Linked DNA regions of Sus scrofa: all the other regions are linked to region 2. A link is a contact called in public Hi-C and HiChIP or PLAC-seq data. All regions are on one chromosome and are shown on one strand. The core of a region is the stretch at or near the end of the contact, and the rest is flanking DNA. Distances in the headings are between cores, read along the strand shown. Region 1 overlaps QKI (QKI, KH domain containing RNA binding). Region 2 holds the start of QKI (QKI, KH domain containing RNA binding). Region 3 overlaps PACRG (parkin coregulated gene protein).

What was found. Hi-C and Micro-C count contacts between places; a contact is called where the count stands out from the background. HiChIP or PLAC-seq counts read pairs in DNA pulled down with a chosen protein or histone mark.
Region 1: a contact with region 2 is called in a Hi-C map of skeletal muscle, with 2.4 times the contacts expected there. The contact joins the enhancer-like site here to the promoter of QKI in region 2. A contact is called at or near these places in 11 of 47 Hi-C or Micro-C datasets (embryonic fibroblasts, fetal heart ventricle, fetal skeletal muscle and 4 more) and 2 of 2 datasets of contacts at active chromatin or transcription factors (alveolar macrophages and skeletal muscle).
Region 3: an H3K27ac HiChIP or PLAC-seq map of alveolar macrophages shows a contact between it and region 2, with 8 times the contacts expected there. The contact joins the enhancer-like site here to the promoter of QKI in region 2. A contact is called at or near these places in 1 of 5 promoter capture datasets (liver), 14 of 47 Hi-C or Micro-C datasets (brain, embryonic fibroblasts, fetal heart ventricle and 9 more) and 2 of 2 datasets of contacts at active chromatin or transcription factors (alveolar macrophages and skeletal muscle).

Annotation. Positions count from the first base shown.
Region 1 is chr1:4,743,541-4,748,007 of Sscrofa11.1, forward strand. QKI (QKI, KH domain containing RNA binding) reads right to left here. Exons shown (of 8, transcript NM_001007195.1): 5 at 3,429-3,516; 6 at 1,768-2,067. Among named protein-coding and RNA genes, the nearest start is that of QKI, 140 kb to the right of the region's middle. Within about 2 kb of position 1,996, at least 5 of the 83 cell types and tissues checked have an H3K27ac peak or open chromatin away from gene starts, as enhancers often do. A contact at or near this core is called in fetal skeletal muscle and skeletal muscle, where this site is marked.
Region 2 is chr1:4,880,628-4,885,478 of Sscrofa11.1, forward strand. It overlaps QKI (QKI, KH domain containing RNA binding), which reads right to left and starts at 2,614. Exons shown (of 8, transcript NM_001007195.1): 1 at 2,473-2,614. The coding sequence starts at 2,614.
Region 3 is chr1:5,079,162-5,083,999 of Sscrofa11.1, forward strand. The region is part of intron 4 of PACRG (parkin coregulated gene protein); the gene reads right to left. It overlaps LOC106508449 (a long non-coding RNA gene), which reads left to right. Exons shown (of 3, transcript XR_001305307.2): 3 at 66-4,583. Among named protein-coding and RNA genes, the nearest start is that of QKI, 200 kb to the left of the region's middle. Within about 2 kb of position 2,105, at least 9 of the 83 cell types and tissues checked have an H3K27ac peak or open chromatin away from gene starts, as enhancers often do. A contact at or near this core is called in alveolar macrophages and brain, where this site is marked.

The sequences.
Region 1 (4,467 bases), core at 746-3,245, 140 kb before region 2:
AATTTTCTCAGTTCTCCAACTGGTCAATATCATGTTTTACTGCTTAGGTGGCAAAGCGAGTAATAAAACTGACAATGGAATTTTGTCATTTAGTACTCATTATTATTCATCTTATGAATGCCAATTAGGTATCTGTATATTTTGCTTTTAATTTTGTCAGTCTAACAAGTATTATAAATAAAAATTTTCCGACACAACAAACACCACATTGCTTTAAAAATGAGAAACAAAATTTTACTGCAGTGCCTCTTGCTGTTTCTAAGCAGTAAACTGGTCCATCACCCCTTTTTCATTTCAGATAGACTAATCTTATGTAAGTATAATTCCATGAGGCAAAATCAGTGAGATCTTGCATTGAGTGCTGGAACAGCAGCTGGTGGCTATGAGTGCCAGCCCTGCAGGAAGCAACAGTCAAACTCCTCGAACAGACGCTGTGCGTGCAGCAGAGAGGAGCTCGGGGGAAAGGAGCAGGCATGGGGCCACAGGACAAGAGTTAACAGAAAGGAAAACGTAAACGGGTTACAGGTTACATGTTATTTTAAAAATGCTTCAAGAAATGTGCAACAGAAACAAGCCCTCATAAACAGTTCTAAAGTATAATTCTGACCTACAATACTTTATACAATGATTTAGCGAGAAACGGAAAACATGTACAGTAAAATGTATTTGCTCATGAAACAGAAGGCACCTGAGTGCATGCACACACACAGATAACATACAGAGCATTGTGGCTTTCTTTAATTGAACAACGAATTTTCAAGTTTAAATCTTAGTGTCCGGGTTCATTAAAGACTTTCAAATTTTTATAAATCAGTATTAATGCTGGAAAAAAAAACCTTGAAAGATCGAAGTCCTAAAAGTCAACAGCATGCACGCAGCACCAAGGTCATACACAATTCAAGAAAAAAGAATTCAAATTTTGTCTGGTAAAACAAGGGCAGCCCGGGAACAGTCTGTCCCACATGGACGGGTCGCGTTAGCACAGCTGCTGTACTCTAGTCCTTCATCCAGCAAGTCAATGGGCTGAAATATCAGGCATGACTGGCATTTCAATCCACTCTATAAAAAAAAGGCATCAGTAATGTCTTTTTCAAGCACACCACTTTTTGTTCATGTAAAACCGAGCGTTTATAGTATGATCTTAATTTTTGCCTCAAATGTGTACTTATCAATTCCATACTGCATTATTAAAATTAAGATGATCTCTTACGTTTAATATTAACAAGGACTTCAAAAGAGAAAAACTGAAAAAAACATGAAGAACGCAACTATTCACCTGATCCCTTTCATATTTAAAGTGATCACAAATATAAGAAAACCACACATAGTAATATCAGTTTTAAAAAGATCTTAAAGCACTTTCACAAAGAAATTTAAAATTTAGCCAACAATTAAATACGTCTCTGAGCCAAAGGAACCTAAAAACTCTGGGTGCTGAAGCTGATGATGGGGATAGGCTGAGGTAGGATCTAAAACTCAGAACAACCCGAGTGATGTCAAATATGAAACGTACTCTCTGTTTAAAATGTTTAGTAAATTTAACCCATCCCAGTGAATTTCAGTTACCAAAGTCAATCTAAATAAATCTAAGGTACAATTATTTTAAGGGAGAACTCTTACAAAGAGGCTGAAATAAAATAAAATTTGGTTTACAGTTTTTCCCAATGGAAACTTGTCTTGCCTCTCTGAAATGGATGCAATCGTTTCAAGTCTGGGGCAGCAAAAGTCATGAAGAAAAATGTTCACCACATACGGAGAAGAACTTACCTAATACACCGCTAGGTTCAATAGGGTACTCAAGGATTGATGTAGCTGGTGCCAACGTGTAGGGGTATTCATAGGGTGTGTAGATTAAACCAGCTTCGGGCCCTGGAGGAACTATTGCAGCAGTTGGGTGAGGAGTTCCGTTTGGCATGACAGCGGTCTGTATCTGTCTGATCAAAGGCATTATGGTAGGGCCAGCTGGCGTAGGAGTGCGCAGGGCAGCTGGTGGGAGAACAGGCGCAGGCCCAGTAATAATCCTTGGAGCAGCCTGGGCTGTTGCTGCAAGAGAAAAGGCAAGGGCTGCTACAGTAAGCAAAGAAATTTAGAAGGAAGTACAGAGATAGCAGTGTAAAATATGAAAAATGAGAGGGAAGTAGGAAAAAGAAAAGAAAAAGCAGAAAAGAAGAAAAATAAAAGGAAATCATTAGTACATGCACTGATCACACAAAAATGCCAAAGCATACCAATCAAATGCAAACAGCTTCCCCTTTCCCAATGTGATTAAGAATAAATGTGCAAAAATTAAAAAGCCACTGGGGGAAAAAAAGAATGAGACCATTAAAACAGGTTATATTTAATTCATGTATTTGATATATCTATGCTTTTAAGATCTCATGAGACTAAAGGTGCATGCAGAAGCACAAGAAAACACCTGCATTAAAAGATGTTAAAAAATACTTTGTAATTGGAGTCCACAGAAATACAGTTTTTTGATACATTTCTAAAGGGTAGCTTCAGTTTCAAATTAAGGAAAGAATAAATTTCATTGTATCAAGTTAGTCAAGTAACCAACAGTTACTAATTTCCTGTATCTGTAGGAAGTCCCTTCACAGGAAAAAATACAAAAATGCTGCACTCCCAAACACATGATTGTTAATGATATACTCATTTTTGTGAGTAAATTAATGACAACCATTTGCAAAAGTGACCTCTTCTAAACCCACTAGGTTGCCTACATTTTGTAGAGTTGGCTATGCCTTTAAAATTCTATTTCTTAAAAAAAAAAAAAAAAAAAATTAAATGCTATCATACTCATATGAATGCTATGTAAAACTTAGATTGCCTCAAAATATAAATTTCACATTATTTCATTAAATATAGAAAAAGCAATCCTCATAGTTTATGAAAGCATGCAAAATACATATAAAGGGGAAAACAGGATTAAAATAGTATCTAAGATACTGCTCTCTGTGAACTCACATATGAAATCAATAGAGAAAAAAATTACTAGAGGGAAAAACATGCAAGCAAAGTGAAAGAACAGAATTCAACAGAAGAATCACTGCATTCAGATAACATTCCAAAATAGCTTTTATTCAAAAATTGTTTTCAAAAAACTTCTGTCCTTTGCATAAATGAAATAAGTTGGAAGTCTTAAATCTGTAGTTAACAGTAAAATTTTATGAAACTCTTCAATTTAGAAGTTGAAATTTCATCAAAAGAATAAAAGTTTATAAACTTAAAACTTAAGCATGCTGGCATAAAACAGAGAGTCCTCAATTCTTGAAAGCAGTAAAAATGGGACAGTTAGCCACATATCAAATAACAATTAATTCAACTCTTCACTTTTAACTGTTCATGTATTGTCCTGCCAATAAAGAGATAGGTATGTGGACAAAACAGCTGAGACGGTGTGTAGCCCTGGGCCTCAGTATCATCCTTACGTGATTTAATGTTGGCATCTCTGTAGGTGCCATTGAGAATCGCAAGCTCCATCAGCTGCATCTTCTTCAGGCTGTCTTCTCCCTCTGCCTACACGTGGAAAATACAAAAGCATTAAGCACTTGAAATGGTCCATATACATTACAGCCATATCTACACAAACTTTAAAATAGGTATCATGTAACTATGACTATAGCCACCTGTTTCAATCAGAGGAAAAAAAAAAAAAAAAAGATCAGGGAACCAGAAGGTACTTCATGCTGAAGCCCACTCTAATGGCATGCTGATACACAGGGTACTCTTGACTGACACCAGTTAGTTATGTTTCTATTCAGACATTTCTTGCATAAGCAACATTGATTTATTAATGTTCTCCTAAAAAGCTTTGCTATTAAATGGAATGAATGAAAATGTTAGATGAATACAGTATAGTATCTACAGCACCTATCATTTTGTTGAAGATGCCAAAACTCACATGTATTCATTAAAAAACAAAAACCAAAAAACAAACAAACAAAAAACCAAAAGCAACAAAAACTGGGACTTCAATCATGTAAAATTTGTCTATCTCACTCTTTTTATGGCCAGACCTATGGCATATAGAAGCTCCCAGGCTAGGGTCCGTCCAATTGGAACTGCAACTGATGGTCTATGGCACAGCCATGGCAATAGCCAGATCGGAGCTGCATCTGTGACCAACACTGCAGCTTTTGGCAATGCTGGATCCTTAATCCACTGAGCAAGGCCAGGGACTGAACCTGCATCCTCACAGACACTATTTGGGTTCTTAACCCACTGAGCCTCAAGGGGAACTCCTAAACATGTAAAATTTGGTTGTGGTATTCAGGTACGGAAATGTTTATTTAATTCTCCAAAAAAGGAAAATGTAATGAAATCATTAAGAATTTCTAAAATTTGTGTAATATATTCTGGTTTCTTATGCCAACATCCTTCTCCCTTCTCAATTACCAAGTGCTATCAGTTCTAAAGCAAATCCATCTTTAAGGTCATCATGGGATGTACTGATCAAACCAAGAAAAA
Region 2 (4,851 bases), core at 1,364-3,863:
TTATGCTGTCCCTTTTTAAAACATCCTTGCTACCATACAGAAGCAATCTTTACCCTTAAGAGCTGAAAAGACTAAATGATAGACTAAGGCAAGAGATGGATTAAGCCCCACTAAAAGGGGAAAAAATGTGGTGTCCAACATTTAAAACTCAAATGGTTACTATTTCCAACCAGAGAGAAATGGAACAAACCTTCATTAGAAATAACAATATAATTGGAATTATAGATTTAGAAGATTAGAAATCAAGCCAAAGGTTAGAAACTTTTTAACACAGAACTCCAAATTATCATTTAGAGATTTTAGACGAACTTGGAAGTACAAACGAGAAGGCTTTTAGAAGTAATCAGACAAACTCAAATTATTTACTTCAAATAGTACAAATGAAGTGAAAATATTTCTAAACTTTTTTTATAATCTCCTATGCTGTTTGATTAAATTCAACATATTAATTTAAAGAATGCAATTTAACTCTAACGTAGTCAATTTTCATTTACTATAAAGGATTCCTTCTACACAACTGGGCTTAAGGAAAAAAAAAAATCTTAAAAATTTTTACTACTAGTAAAACTTAACCTTCATCAAAATATGCCCAGAAAAAAATAGCGTATTACTTCAGCAATGTGATAAAATTTTTCCAACAGTTTTAAAGAAAGTGTTTTCAATGTTTTCAAATACATATATGGACACAAAATGACAAAGGAAATGATCTATGATTTAAGTTGCAATATAGGTCAGGTTATTAAGTTATGGTCCACATTTTGCTCCAAACATTTCTCATGTTTAAAAAAAAAATAACTGGCGCCCCTTAGCGCCCACATTTGGAAATACTCAATTTAAGAGTTCCAGCTTTTTTTTTTTTTTTTTTTTTTTTTTTTGACATTCCAGAAAGTTTTCTGCCTCCACAATCTTTCAAATGCCAACACAAATAGGAAAAGCAGAATCCCTTAAAGGGGCAGCTCAAGTTTTCTCCGGAACAATTTGATATTAACAAATTTGCTGTTTCAACTAGGAAAAAGCTCATTTCAAGATGGGCCACAGCTGTATACTTAACACACGTAAGCAAAAAAATGTGTTCGCAGTACGAGTTTGGTTCGTACAAAAAAGTACAAAATCTAACAGTTCTGTACTTTTAAGTTGTTTCTGTGACTTTCAAAACAAGAAAAGCTCCAGGGATTCTTCTTTAACCACCTTTTATCACGGAGACATTTCCGGTCTTTTGTTCTTTCGCGACATCCCAACTCTCTAATGTTCAGATTCCTTTTTCTCCAGCTCTATATGGTTAAAATTCCTCAAAATTCTTGTGAAAAATCTGGAATCCATTGTTCATTGTATAAAATATACTTTTCCGTTTTCGTTTAACAGTCCTCCGGGGATGCTTCTACACAGAAAAGAGAAACTCCTTGCTACTCGACTTTCAAAACAGACATTTTTGTTGGTCATATTTTTCCCTCGGCGTCCACAGACGTGCACAGCGACCAGAAATTAACACTCCGGGTCACTGCTACAAGACCTTGTTAAAGTAATTCCAGAGTGGGTCAAAATTAATCTTCTCGACATTCGTCGCTCCTCACAGCTCTCCACCAACACAGCGTTTTGGCAAACTTTTACTCGTTTTTATCGTCGCCCTTTCAAACGTCTTGATTTCCTGTCTTGCAAACTAAGGCAACGGCGTCCTCGGGAGAAGCTCTCCGCCGAAGTTCTTTGAAACTCGGGATTACGTTTACACTTGTCCTCGCGGTATTTCGCGTTCACACCCCCCCCCGAAGTGAAGTTAAACTCCCCAACAGTTCTCGCTTCCCCAAACAAAAGGACAAAAAGTGCTTTCCGCTGTCATTCGGTCCTCGCCCCGGGCTGAAGCGGCGTTACTCTCGGTCGGCTGTGGAACCCCTCTCAATTAGCGAGCCCACGCTACTCCCCTCGAGTACTCACAAGCCACGCAAACTTCGAAAAACCCAAAGCCCCACGGCATCTCCCAGTGGGGGAAGCGCCGGCGACCCGCGGGAAGGCCCCTCGGGAGCGGCCCCGAGCCGGTGTCCTTCAGGCGCCCGCGGGGCGCGGGGCGGGCAGGCCGGGCCGCTCCCCCGGAGGCCCGCGAGGCTGCGGGCCGTCGCGGTGCTCGCAGGCGCGGCCGGGAGCCGGGGCGCAGCAGGGCCGGCCTGCAGGCTCCCCCAGCGCTCCGACGCCGGCGCCCAGGCCGGCCCGGGCGGGGCGCGGGGGCCGGGACCCGGGGCCCAGGGGCCGGGGGGGGGGGGCGTCCCGCCCGCAGGTCCCGCCCGCGCCCCGGCCCCGGCGCGCCCCGCGAGCCCGGCCTCGGCGCCGCCTCCGTGCGCCCCGCCCGGGCCTCTCCGTCCCCGGGCGCACGGTCCCCGCCGGCCGCGACCTTCCCGCCCTCCCCACTCCGGCGGGCGTCGGGTCCCGGGAAGAGGGGCCGCCGCCCGGGCGCGGGCCCGAGGGGCCGGCGAGGCGACTCACCTTCGTCCAGCAGCCGCTCGAGGTGGTTGAAGATCCCGCAGAAGTTGGGCAGGCTGCTCATGAGCTTCTTGTCGTTCATCAGCTGCATCAGGTAATCTGGGGTGGGCTTCGGCTTCTCCTTCGTTTCCATTTCCCCGACCATATTCCAGGCTCCGCAGCTCACTCCGCCCGCCGCCGCCGCCGGAGAGGAGGGAGGGGCGGGGAGCCCCGGCCGCCGGCCGCTCGGGACTCGGCGTCCCGCTCCGCTCCGCTCCCGCGCCGGGCGCCGGGGCGGCCGGACCGCGCGCTCGCCGCGCTCTCCCCGCCCCCGCAGGCACTTTCCGCCCGCGGCCCGACGCGCTCCCGGCCCGCCGCCGCTCCTCGGCCGCCGGCTCGGCGCGTCCCTCACGAGGCCGGCGGGCGGGAGGCGGGTCTCCGCGGGCCGAGTGCGGGCGCGGGCCGCTCGGCGCCGGACGAGGAGGAGCCGGGCCGCCGCCGCTCGCTCGGCTGGTCGCGCCCGCTCAGCCGCCGCCGCCGCCTCTGCCGCGGGCTCGGGGTCTCTCTGGGCTGGTCCCCGCCGCGGCCGCCTCTGCCGCTGCCGCCGCGCTCTGACTCCGCTCCTCCTCTTCCTCCTCCTCCTCGCCTCCTCCTCCTCCTCACTCACTTGGCGGCGGAGTTCGCCTCAGTTCAGGCGGCGCTGCCAGCGGCGGCGGCGGCGGCGGCGCGGGGGGAGGGGCGGCGGCGCGGGGAGGGCCGGGGGCGGGCGGCGGGCGGGGCCGCGCAGGGCGGCCGTTAGCGGGGCCCGGCCGGCGCGCTCCTCCTCCCGCCGCCGCCGCCCCCCGCAGCCCCCGGCCCAGGCGCCGCCGCCGCCGAGCCGTCGCCCTCCGGCGGGGTGGGCGGCCTGAAGGGCCGGCGGCGGGCAGCGTGACGGAGGCGGCGCGGGGCGAGCCGGCCTGGGCGCCGGGGTGGGCGCCCCGGGCGAGCAGGAGCGGAGGGAGGGGCCGCTGCGGGGCCGACGGACGGGGGAGGGCGCCGGGTGGCTGTGCTTTCGACTGGGGCGGGGGCGCGGGCCGCGTCGCCTCGCGCTCCCCGCTGCCGGCCGGCTCGTCTGGCGGGCGCGGTCGGGCTGTGGCGTTTGGTGAGAGGGATTTCCAGCGGGACGGGCTACGGCGCGCCAGGGCTGCGCTCGCCGCCGCACGGCCCCATCCTCTCCCCCGTTATTATGGTTCTTTAAAAGCCTCCCAACCACCCTCCCCGCCACCCCGAAAAAAAATTTTTTTTAACGTCCTGTTGCTTCACGGGGGACTTTCGGGGTGGGCGTCACGTGGCCCGACACGTAGCCGTAAGGTCCGAGAGCGCGTGCGTGCGTCGAGGCCGGCGGCCACGCCCCTTCCGAGGGTCGCCCCGCCCCCGCTGGGGCCCCGCGAGCGAAGGGGGAGGTGCGGGGCCTGCCGCGCGCCTGCGTGGGGCGGGCGGGGGAGGGGGCGCGCCGGCGGGAAGGGGGAGAGCGAGGATGGGGCCGATCCCCGAGTGTTGGTGCGGAGAGCCCTGTGCGCAGCGGCCGGGCCGTCGGACCCTTGGTGGTGGTGGGGAAGTAGAGGGGTCTTCGCTCCCTGCCCCACGCTGTAACGATTGTGTTGCCCCGAGTCCTCCTGCGCAGGACGTGTTCACGATGGGCTCGGACTGTGGTTGTGTGGTTGGTGGGACCGCACGACGACCCTCATGTCCCCCCGGTCTCCTCCGGCCTCTGGAGCCACACGGCGGGATGGAGCCTGAGGAGCGGCGGGTCCCGCTTGGGCTCCTCTTGCAGCCCCGACGACGTCGCCGTCGCGGTGGCCGCGGGGGTGGGAGCGGCGGTCGCGCTCTGGGGTTGGGGTCCGCTCTGTTGCGACATCCCGCTCTTCTGAGAGCAGCTGCAGTGAGGAGGGCGCACCGGCTGGACCGAGTCGGGAGCAGAACGTGAACGCTGTTTGCGATGTGATGGCATCAGCGCTTCGTGATGGCATCAGTATCCAGTAATAAAAGGCAGCCGCAATAAAGAAGCGAAATAAGGAGCGTGTACCTAGTTGGAGAAGCGAAATAAGGAGCGTGTACCTAGTGGGAAAAGCGAAAGTCAACACTCATATTTGCAAAGTTGAAAAAGAAATCATACGTTGAGCAAGAGTCTTTTCATGCATCAAAATAGATTTCAAATATTGTTTGGGCAAGAATTTTCTGAACCTCAACAATGCAATTACGGTTCAGAAAACTGCTGAATTTTGTCAGCCACCAAATCTGCATCTGCATTTTATTCCAAGCCCTTTATAACACGTTCAACTAATAATAGAGACAAAATTATTTAATATCAAACTGACCATTCCATGAGTGGCACATAGCTGAAATAGCTATCTCATGTCTACA
Region 3 (4,838 bases), core at 855-3,354, 200 kb after region 2:
AAACTAGGAAAAACAAAGAGTTACTACTTATTGTGTTAAAAAATACTTTTTTTCCTCTCTTACAGGCTTGGGGAATAGGCATGTGAATTATGGGCCAGGAAGAAGTCTTGGGCTTTTAGAAAAATGAAGACCCAGAAGTGGAGAAGTGTGCCCAGTGTTTTCTGCAGCAGGAAATCTAGTGACAGTCACCTGGTGCAGGGAGTTAGAGATGCTGGGGCCCGTCTCCCTCTGACACATGTTTCCAACACACCTGACCTGGGAAGCAGCAGGCATAACCGCTCTCCTAAAAGGTACAAGCATGTACTAAAATAAAATATATTTTCATCAAGTCTAAATATAGCTCCCTATAAGCCGTACATGCCGGAGAAAGCTAGCTTTATATACTGTAATAAAAATGTATTTAAAGTGAAATAAACCCTTTAATTCATGCTCATCTTGAGACATACATACCAAAGTGTAAATGTTTAAAAACAAGGCAATAAAGACATTTTTATGGTTGATAAACTACAAATTTGTCTGGGGAAAAAAAATCATTCAATGTTTGACAAAAGAGCTGTGATAAGAGATAAAGAACACAGTCTTCCCTGTCTAAAGAACCAGAGGGGGAAATACAGCTTGTCCCTAGTCCCACATTTTCAACTATGTGTGCTATGATTACAGTTATAAACAATGGATACTGTGTCAGTGAGGAGAAAAACAAACAATAGGTCTTTTTCTGAAAGTATCTGTAGGAAGAACATACAAAGTAGTCAACAAGGGAACAGAAATAATCCTTGTATTCTTTGTAAAAATAATACTTTAAGATTCATTTGCAAGAATGTTGGTATTCTTTTCCACTGTGCATCTTATTTTCCTTCATTCACTATAGAATTTTTCCCAACTTGCACCTGGTTTGACCAGCAGTCAGCTGGCTTCTGAGGATTCTCCCTTTGCATTCCCTCCAACCCCCAGAGACTGTCTTTGACAGCTGCACAACTGTGCTTTCTTCAGTTATAAATGCAAGCTTGTGACACCCTTTGCTTGATTCAGTTAAAAACCGAGTTAAATGAAATCAATTCAACAAATACTCCCTCAGTGCTTACTGCGCTGAAGGCACTGTTGGTTTGGGAGGGTACAGACGGAGAGGAGTGAGACATAGTCTTCAAGGAGCTTACAGTCTACTTTGGGGTACAAGACGAGCCCAACAGAAGCAAGGCAGAATGTATACTTCATAGGGGAGACAATGATGAAGTGTCACATTAGTTTAGAGGAAAAGGGCTGGATGGGAATGCCGCCGGATAAGAGAAGGGCTCACCTAAGAACAGCCTCCAAGCACCGGGGCTTCTGTGGTTGGAGGCGGGAGCGGGAAGAAGGTGGTCTTCTGTCGACGGACAGAGTGAGAGCAGAGTGTGGAGTGGGAGTCACAGAGGGGTCGTCCAGCATGACTGGAGCCCAGAGTGCCCCTCTGGGGGGCGAAGGATAGGAGAGAGGGTGGCCGTAGAGGCCTCATAGCTGACAGACAGACGCAGCATCTGGAGCTGAGAGGAACCTTCTAAAGGACATGAGTGAGGAGCAGTGACTTCCCACACCTCTTTGTGCCTGCGATGGCACAGAAGGGGGCCGAGGGCAGGGCATGGGACAGAGTGGGGACATGGCTGTCCAGATGGGGAGACACAGGGACCCGAGCCAGGGCTGAGAAAGGACATGGGGGGGGCACCTGGCCAAGGAGGAAGAGGTAGAACAGGACATGGGGCTGAGAAAGGGACTTGACGAGAACCCTTACACACTGGCCCAATTCTCGGTCCCAGCTCTGACACAGATTTTGCTGAGGTTCTAAAACTGAGGGGTGAGTTTGTCCTCATTAACTTTTATTCTTGTTAATACTTTTAACCTTTGAAGTCTAATCAGAAAAAAGCAGAAAATAGATCATTTTACCTCCTCTAAGAAACTAAATTCAGATTTCATAAGGAAGCACATTTTTTCAGAGTCCCTTGTGTTGCTCTGCGGGGCCTTTAGATAATTTCCAGACACACAGTTAACCTTCACAATTACTTCAGTGCATTGGGCTCTTTGCTTAAGAGCCCAAGTGTCCTCCCCTGGGGCCTGTCTGAACACTTGAGTTTATGCAACTCTTTACATCAGTTTGTTCCTTAATCTGTATTTTAGTTTTAGGAACCTCATGTTGCTGGCTGGGTCCCACTTTCACGACTGGGCTCTGAAGAATAAACACCTGTGCAGAGATTGGGACTTCGGGTTTAGTCAAAGAATGTTCATATCTTCATTTGAAATTCTATTTATATTTTATTTAGACAAGTGTTTTGGCTCCTAATAGGCTCCTAATGAGTTGCTGCTGGTAAGGTTTACAGATTAGAAACTTTCTGTTAGGATGGCAATGGGTGGTTTTTCATTTGCCAACTATTGAGAAGAGAAAACTAATTTAATGCAGTCTAAACACAGTTGCATTATTAAGACCTGCATTAGAAACCTACCTTCTTCTATTGTTGATTGACCCTGTCTACTTAGAGGAATCTTTCTTATTTTTGGATTCTGTTATGTCTACTTTATATCAATGAACTGTACTGCCTTTGTAGCGCTACCAGATTGAACTTACAAAAATAAGCGACAGGCCACCTGGGAGTCTGACTGTGTAAGCATTAACCAAGCACGTCCTGGGGACCAGTGCACCAGCATTTATGTAAACCGGGTGTGAATGCAAGCCCTTGTTAGTCGTGGGCTCTGTGCGCAGGGCCCCAGGAACGGCTGACTTTCTTTCGATGCCAATGGCTTGACGGCTGCATTTAAACACACTTTCACAAAACTCATCTATATCTTTTCCCAAAGAAACCAAGATGGAGTTAGCTCGTTGCGGGGCTAGGATGGAAAACTTCCTAGCAGCAAATGAAATGGAATAGCTGCTGTTTCCTGGAAAAAGAACCCAGGAAGGACTAGCAGTCTGTGAACTCAAAGTGTTGACTGAAGTACTTGGCTACAATATATAGCAGGCAAGGACATCCAGTCTTTAAAGGTATCAGATAATAAATGGCAGGGAAAAAAACATCCAGTTCACTTGTTATTCTCCAATATATTATGTAACAAACGCCTAAGCAGCGAGAGACACAGTCTCTTTTTTGCCATTGGTCTATGATGGATTCTTAAAACACCGTGTTAAAAGCTAAATGTTCCCATGTAGAATGGCATTGCCTGAAACCGTAAGTCCTCACTACAGCTATTGTGCATTTGTGAGCAAACTGCTCATCAGTTCATCTCGAGTTGCCTCCTCTTCAACAAAATCATGTTAGACATAGAACTTAGTGGTACAGATGATGCTTTCTTTGATCACACAAAAGGGCTTTATACAAGAATTGTAAATCTCCACTTCAATTTGTTTTGGCAAAATGTTTTCTGTAGTGTCATTCCATTTCACTGTCTTTGACATTTTTTTACAATTATCCTCTCCTATCTCGTTAGACTAAAAGGGGATGGTCTCTACTGTTTCAAAGGAAAGTGTGTTGGTTGCTTACAGGATGAATAAAAATGTAAGAGATGCTTTTCAAGTTCTAGCATACATTCCTCAATTGGTCTTAGTAAATATGGACAATGAATAGCATTTGAAAGATCTTAAGCTTCATGCTTGCTTCACAAAAAGGAATTCTTTCCTCACTACTGAAGGGTATCTGGATGGACAATGACAACTGTTTCCTGGACCTCAGACACAACACAGGAGCAACATACAAAGCTAGACATGAACTGCAGTGCAATTGCAACGATTGAGGGAACAAGACAAAGCATACGAAGGGCTACTTAAAGAAAATAGGGAGGCTGCCTTTTAGAACCATAGAATCAAAGACTCTTCACATTTCCAACCAGATAGGACCTCTGAGCTCACAGGCCCATCCTGTGGTGTGGAAGCCCTGTTTCCCAAGGGAGGGGGCTTTCAGATCTAAGGATTAGTCCCTCGACTCTTACAAGGGGTGGGTGGGGGGGAACACTCAAAAACGGCATCTAATTAGAGTTTTATCAAAGTTGCTTCCAAGAGAGTCCATTAGATGTTCCACTGCAGCTTTAGGGGGTTAAATACATATTCCTTGAAGCAGTTATTAACTAATCATGTTGATCAGGCATAGGTTTCTGGCTTTAGCTGTCATCAAAACAATTTCCACAACAGCACATCAGTTCAACCTTGAGTAAACACATGGTTAATGCCTACGACGTACAAGCCAAAGGAGACAGTCACTTGGGAGCGCTTTTTCCCCATGAAGAACGGCTGATTTAGGGCCCATCTCCTGATGGCACAGAGCAAGCAGAACCGGGCTTGGAGACCCGACTTGCGACAGGTCACACAATTCCATTAGGAAAAGATCTTCGTATAAATGCGCACAAGCCCAAGCTGGCTGAAAAGTGACAATTGGAATTTTTGTCGTCACCAAGGAGTAGCAGCATGAGATTTTGTGTTTAGAAAGGCAGTTCCGCGGGAGAGTGAGGGCGCGTTTACGAAGGAGAGGCGCGTGCAAGCTCGGCTAAGAGACTTTTAACAGTCCAGGAAAAAGAGGGAAAGCCGGAGGACCTGCTCCGCAGCCTGGGGGAGATGTGGCAGGTCTGAACTCGGGGGGAGATGATGGAAAGCGAGCGTGAGAGGGTTTTTCACAGGGGGAGTCCCCAAGACGGCATGAGTTGGCTGGAGGGGGGCGAGAGAGTGGATGGCGTGTATGGGATGGCTCTGAGGTTCTAGCAGAGCTGATGAAATGAACAAATTTGGGGCATGCCATAGGAGTAAGTATGGGAAGTGGGTAGCGCATTTAATTTTGGCCATACTGGGTTTAGAGTTTCTAAAATGCTGTTGAAAACATGAGTTTGGTATT